2 separate regions of the Sus scrofa genome follow, and region 2 is linked to region 1. The links are chromatin contacts, called in public Hi-C maps. All regions are on one chromosome and are shown on one strand. Each heading gives the region's core, a stretch centred on a gene start, on an enhancer-like site or on the middle of the called end of the contact. The rest is flanking DNA. Distances are from core to core; before and after follow the strand shown. Region 1 overlaps RBM33 (RNA-binding protein 33). Region 2 holds the start of RBM33 (RNA-binding protein 33).

What was found. Hi-C and Micro-C count contacts between places; a contact is called where the count stands out from the background.
Region 2: a Hi-C map of skeletal muscle shows a contact between it and region 1, with 3 times the contacts expected there. The contact joins the promoter of RBM33 here to the enhancer-like site in region 1. A contact is called at or near these places in 2 of 5 promoter capture datasets (fetal liver and liver), 26 of 47 Hi-C or Micro-C datasets (adipose tissue, alveolar macrophages, blood and 14 more) and 2 of 2 datasets of contacts at active chromatin or transcription factors (alveolar macrophages and skeletal muscle).

The regions. Positions count from the first base shown.
Region 1 is chr18:2,585,945-2,589,157 of Sscrofa11.1, reverse strand. The region is part of intron 16 of RBM33 (RNA-binding protein 33); the gene reads left to right. Among named protein-coding and RNA genes, the nearest start is that of SHH, 41 kb to the right of the region's middle. Within about 2 kb of position 1,782, at least 1 of the 83 cell types and tissues checked has an H3K27ac peak or open chromatin away from gene starts, as enhancers often do. A contact at or near this core is called in skeletal muscle, where this site is marked.
Region 2 is chr18:2,674,591-2,677,803 of Sscrofa11.1, reverse strand. RBM33 (RNA-binding protein 33) reads left to right here and starts at 1,600. Exons shown (of 20, transcript XM_021079037.1): 1 at 1,600-1,745. The coding sequence starts at 1,703.

The sequences.
Region 1 (3,213 bases), core at 533-3,032:
AGGCTCTGCCAGAGGGCCTCGAAAAAGCGAGTCAGGTGCTAGCGAGTCGGAAGTGAGCTTGTGAGGGACAGAACTACGGCGGGCTCATGATAGAGAAGCTCTCTGGGGAGACCAGACGGTGGGGGAGCTGCCTCTGAATGAAATGGCCTTGGAGCTCCTGTCGTGGTTCATTGGAAACAAATCTGACTGGCATCCAAGAGGACACAGGTTCGATCCCTGGCCTCGTTCGGTGGGTTAATAAGGATCTGGCGGTGCCATGAGCGGTGGTGTAGGTTGCAGATGAGACTCAGATCTGGCGTGGCTATGGCTGTGGCGTAGGCCAACGGCTACAGCTCCTAATCAACCCCTAGCCTGGGAACCTCCACATGCTGCAAGCGCTGCCCTAAGAAGACAAAAAAAAAGAAAAGAAAAATAAAAAAGAAAAATAGTGTTGATGCAGGGGGGGCGCCCGGAGGGGCCCAGCACAGGTGGGCCTGGAGGCATCTCTCAAGGACCCCTCCCAAGAGCTGGAGCCTTGTCGCTCAGTGCTGGAAAGTCGGCTCTTCTGAGCTGCTCATCCAGGGCTGGCTTCCTGCTGTCCAGAACGGGGGGCTTCAGCCCTGCATGGGGGCTCTGGCCTGGTGAGCCACAGTCTCACGTGTAGCAGTCCTTTCCTTTCTAGATGGGTAGGTCTGTGCTGTAGAGGTTGGAGAATCCTGGGGTATCAGATCCCCTCAGAGCCAGGGGGCTTCGGTTTGTTTTTCCAAAGGCTGAGAGTCATTTGGCTTTTAAAAGATTTCCCCAAGAGTTTCCTGATGGCTCAACAGGTTAAGGATCCAGCGTGTTTGCTGCTGTGGCTCGGGTCACTGCTGTGGCACAGGTTCAGGCCCAGGACTTTCCATAGGCCGTGGGCACAGGCCTTGCCCCCCCACTTTTTTTTTCCCTAGAGAGAGTTCCTGCTGTGGTGCAGTGGGTTAGGAATCCGACTGCAGCAGCTTGGGTGCTGCAGAAGCACAGGTTCTATCCTGGGACTGCTGCAGCTACAGTGCAGTTTGCAGCTGCAGCTCAGATTCCTGGCCCCGGGAACTTCTCTAGGCCACGGGTGCAGCCTTTAAAGAAAAAAAAAGGTTTTCCCAAACCTCGCTCATCTCTGAAAGGTAGCATGGTAAGAGAGCACACCTGAATAATGGTACCGTGTTACAACCATAAGGCAAAAATCAAATGGACCTGCCAGTTGAATCCCTTTTTTCCCTCCCAGGAAGCCCATTTACAAGGTCCCTTTAACCTCGCGGATTTTGTTTCATTTCAACCCATGTGGCCCCATTGCTGGAGTTTTACAGGAAACATTTTAGATCCGAGGGCCTGCTTACATGGTTTGCATGTTGCCGTGTGTAAGGGTAATTACTGCAGGAAATAGATGCACATGGCGAGTGTGGAATGTTCTTGCCTCGTGTCATGTTGCAGCAGTTTAATTCAGGACCTGACCTAGGAGCCTGGATAAGAATGCTGTTAACCAGTTTGTGTTCTTTCGCCTTTTTTCCTTTAAATGGTAGTCTCAAAGACAGAATAGAGCCTTCAGTGTGTGTCTTCAGGAACGTCATACAGCATGCATATCATTTGTTGCCCAGATTCGGAGTGAGCTTTCTAAAGATCCCAGGGCTGGGCCCAGCATTGTTGTGCTTAATAGAAACCTGTTCGGTGCGGTCTGGGGGCCGGAAGATGGGCAGCAGCGGCGTGACAGTGAGGTAGCCCTTATCGAAGGAGAATTCCTAAGAGGCTGCCCCGGGACCCTAGCCGCTGTCCTTCTGTGATCCCGACAATGTTATCTGTCCTCTCAGTGCGCAGGATCAGATGTCTGTCATGAGTGCAGAAATTAATTTAATGTCACCTGAAGACATGCAATTAATCTTTCAGAGGCTTTCATAATACCTTTACAGAAAGAGTTGCCAGTTTGGCGGATTTGGATTTTGGGGTTTAGAAGAAGATAAGGAAAATTAATTTTTCATCAGGGTTAATACAAGCTAGCAGGGCCACAAAGGCTGGGAAAAATGATTGGGGAATTTGTCAAGTGTTGTCACTCTAGAATAATGCCGCTTAACGTCTGATAGGTGTAATCAAGAGTGGAGATTTCTATAGAGAGGGATTAATCAATTTGCTCACTGGTGAATGCGAGTCTCTGATGTCACTTCTTCGTGGGGTTAAGAATGAAAATAAGATTTGATCTGTCAAATTGCAGGACGCCCTGACAGTATCAATAGGCATTTTTATCTACACATTTAAACCATTTGTAATAAATAAATTTGTCCTGCTAATGTTGGTGGCTATAGACCTCATTTTTTGTAAAGATTAAGCTGATAAAAAGTATTCCCTAGGCTTACTTAATTCAGGAAGTGCCTCTTATAGTTAAGAAAAACTATTCTCAAAAGACATTTTTATAGTATTAATTAAGAGATAATCATTTGTGAAATAACCCACCAAACTATTTAAAGTTTGGCCTAGGACAGGCCAGACTTCTTTCTCCTCATCTGTTTTGGAGGAAGTAAAAGATGCTTAAAATCACGTCCACGTCCACTGCCGCATCCAAAGGACTCACCCTAGAGAAATTCACTTTCAGAGTGAATTTCCTTTCTTGAAGTGGAACGTAATCTGCCATCCACAGATGACTAGTTATCTCCTTACGTTAAGGTAGTAGGTTTGTGAAAGTCTTAGTTAGAATCGACAGTATTTGAAATTTGCATAGCTGAGGGCTGCCGATTTGGGGACCGCTGTCCGTGCTGTAACTGCATGTGCACGTGGAAGAGGACTCCTGAAGAAACAGGAGTGGGTTCTCTTTGGCTCGATTCGCGTTCACCTTGTGTCTGTGTCTGTGTGTGTGTGCAGGGGAACAAAACATGCTTCCGGCCAAGCCCAGAAATTAATAGCTAGACTGTTTCCTAGTGGTAACCGGAATAACCCTGGGGTTTATAGTTTCTCCCAAGAATTAGCTTTTCATTGTGCTAATTTGAAAGAAAATAATTGTTCTCTCAATTAAAAAAAAAAGTTGGTTTTTTCTTAAAAAATACAATGACAGGGAGTTCCTCTTGTGGCTCAGCAGAAACGAATCTGACTAGCATCCATGAGGACGCAGGTTCGATCCCTGGTCTCACTCGGTGGGTCAAGGATCTGCCGTTGCCGTGAGCTGTGGTGTACGTCACTGACATGGCTTGGATCTGATGTTGCTCTGGCTGTGGTGTA
Region 2 (3,213 bases), core at 351-2,850, 89 kb before region 1:
AGACTCTGGATTTTTGCAAGTTGTTTCAATAACATTCATTACAGTGAAAGGATCCAGTTCAGAATCATGTATTGGATTCAGTGGTCATGTCTTTTTTTTTTTTTTTTTTGTCTTTTTAGGGCTGCACCCACAGCATAGGGAGGTTCCCAGGCTAGGGGTCTAATTGGAGCTGTAGCTGCTAGCCTACGCCAGAGCCACAGCAACGCCAGATCCGAGCTGCATCTGCGACCTACACCACAGCTCATGGCAACACCAGATCCTTAATCCGGCCAGGGATCGAACCCAAAACCTCATGGTTCCTAGTCAGTTTCCTTTTCGATGTCCCACGACAGGAACTCCGGTCATGCCTTTTCTTCTTCAGTCTGAAACACGTCCTCTGGTTTGGCTTTCATAATTTTGACACTCGAAGATTAAAGGCCAACTGTTTTGTGGTATGTCCCCCATTTTTTTGGTCCTTACTTTTTCGAGATTAGACTCAGTGAGGTATCTGTGACAGGATTTTATCACAGAAGCGATGCTGTTTCTTCTTACTGCATCCTTTCCGGTGGCACACAATTCAGATTTACCCCATTCCTGAAAATTTTTACTTCCTTCAGTTAAGGTGTTTCAGAGGCTTTTCCACCTGAAATTATTCTTTTCCACTAACAGTGCAGCGCTCCCCTGTGCCACTTGCAATTCTGGAATCCTAAGAAGTCCTTTGACACCTCCGAGCCAAGGTCTTTGCTCAGCCTTCTCTTTCCACCCTTTCCTTTCCCCATAAGCCCTACATTCATTGTTACTGAAGCAACCTTTGCAGCTTGCGTGTTCTTAAAGGCCTCATTACATCCGCACCGGTCTTCCCCGTCCCCAACTGCCAACAAGTCAGAAGTCGCCTTCGGATGCCTGATCCCAAGCATCCCTCAGCCTTCTACAACTCTTATCTCCCAGGACCCTTCCCTTAAGGTCACTTGTTAGCATCCCGCTGTGGACAAGTCTTGCGGCTCAAACGCTACCTCTCGCGCACATGTCGCTACGGCGGCCGTTCCGGCCGCACCCGCTCAGCGCACCTGCCTCCGCCGCAGACCCCCCAGTGCGCATGCCCGGCACCACCCCCACGGCGTGCTCGTCCCCGCTGTCAGCCCGCAGCGCAGTTTACTCCGCCCCCCGCCGCGCGCCGCACAGTCCAGACACAGAAAGCAAGCTCCGGCCCCATTACCGGGCGCGGGATCTCCTCCCTCACTCTTCCAACGGGACCTCCGCCGGCCGTAAAGCTCGGCGCCAACTGCTGCAAAGCGACTCACGACAGAGCCCGGGGCCGAACTACGGCGGGCCGCCGCCCCCGCCCCCTTCAAACATTGGGGTTTCTGGAGCGGAACGAGGCGGCCGCTGGTGTGTTTGCCTTCCGCCCTCGGCCTGCGTCCCTCGGAGGCGGCTCGGAGCCGCCGCGGCCTGCAGGGGAGGCCCCGCGCCGGTGCCTCCCGGCCGCCATCATCCCGGCGTGCACCTCGGCGGCGGGCCGAGCCGGCGGCCATGTTGCGATAGTTTGTTGTTTTCTTCCTGCGGAGGAGCAGGCCGGAGGGGCCCGCGACCCGCCGGCCGCGCCGCCCCCCGCGCCCCCGGCCCGGCCCGCCGCCCCGGCCCGCCGCCCCCCGTCCTCCCTGCGCGTCCCCGGGCCCCGGCTGGCTTGGTGGGGCGAGGCTGAAGGCCGGGCCCAGTGCACACCATGGCGACCGCCCTGGGAGCGGGCGGAGGAGCCGGCGCCGGAGGTAAGGGAGGCGGCGCCGCGCGGGAGGCGGCTGTGGCGGTGGGGGTTCCGGGGGCCGCTCCTGGCCGTCGGGGGTCTGGTCCCCTGAGAGGCGGGCGGGGGTCGGGCCTCGGCGTGCCCGCCGCCCTGGCGTCGCCAAGCGCCAGGCCCACCGGAGGCGGGGCGCCGGCCTGGGTGGGGGGCAGCTGTGGCCCCGGGAGGGTGGTCCCGACGGTTCCGGGAGGTTTCCAGGCCGGTGCCGCAACCGGGCCAGACCGAGGACGGGTTCTGAGAGAGCGGTCTCCGCGAGCTGCTCTCGTGCTCTGGGAGCTCCTCAGTCGTGGGGTACGAGCCCACTAGTGCTGGGTTATCAGCACCTTGCAGACGTGGGAACCGGACCGAAGAGGTTTAGATACCGGTGCAGTGCCTTTGGGTGTTTCCTTCGTTGTCCAAGCGTAGATGAGTTCGAGAGGGTACTTAGTGAAAACACATTTCAGGTAAAATCACTTTTTGGTTGGAACCCCATTTTGTGGATGGAGGGCTTTTTTTTTTTTTTTTTTTTTTAATAATGGGAAAAAAAACCCACTTGAAAGTGACTTGTATGACTGTTCGAAAACTTTGATGAAGGAGCCCCTTAGATGATGAAAGTATGAACCGCGACAGCATTTGAGGTTGTTTTCGTTATTGAGACGTGTAACCATCCTTTTGTGTATTTTTTTTTTTTTTTTAGTGATGCTTGCTTATGAGCACGTTGCCATAGTCCTGCCTAGGACTTTGAGACGCTGCTTTGGCAAAATGAGACCAAACGCAGCAATGTCGCTCCTGGCAGTACGATTTGGTGTAGACTTTTTATTTATTTATTTATTTTTTGGTCAGATGACTTTTGCGTGTTAGAGCTGAAGCTTTCCAGTTAAAGTTTGAAAAGATGTGTTCTTTTCTTAGTTGGTTGCTTTCTGGCGGTCAAAGTCGTGGTTTTGTATCCTTGTCACAGTATAGTCTGGAAACTCCTGGGTCAGGACTGGTTTCATTAATGCTAAGGTTATTTGCATGTTTCACCCCTCTGAGCATCGAGGAGTTTTCCCGAGGCTGTGTGACACGTGAACGCTTTGTCGTGTAGACGGGTGAGGGAATGTGTTCTTATGTTTTCATGTTTCTCATTTTTACTTTCGAAGGAAGCAAATGTCAGTGAATGCAGTCCACAGAAACAGAAGCTTTTTGGCGGCCTCAGTAAATCTGAGTCCAGAAAGTTTGGGAATTGCTATTTTAGGGGGTTAGGTAGGCTTGATCCTTTGTGATTTTTCCCTAGTGCCTGGTTTCCCATCGCTCTTAGTCTAAAGGCAGACTCGAGGCACCGAGGCGCGTGAGTTCTGCAGGCTCGGCCCCCCGCCTCCCCAGGCTGTTGGTCAGCCTGCCCTCCCTCTGGTCTCCTTCAAGCTCCTTGCCAGGCCGATCTTCTGTCCCACGTGTGTCTATCTCTTCCTTTCGTGCCT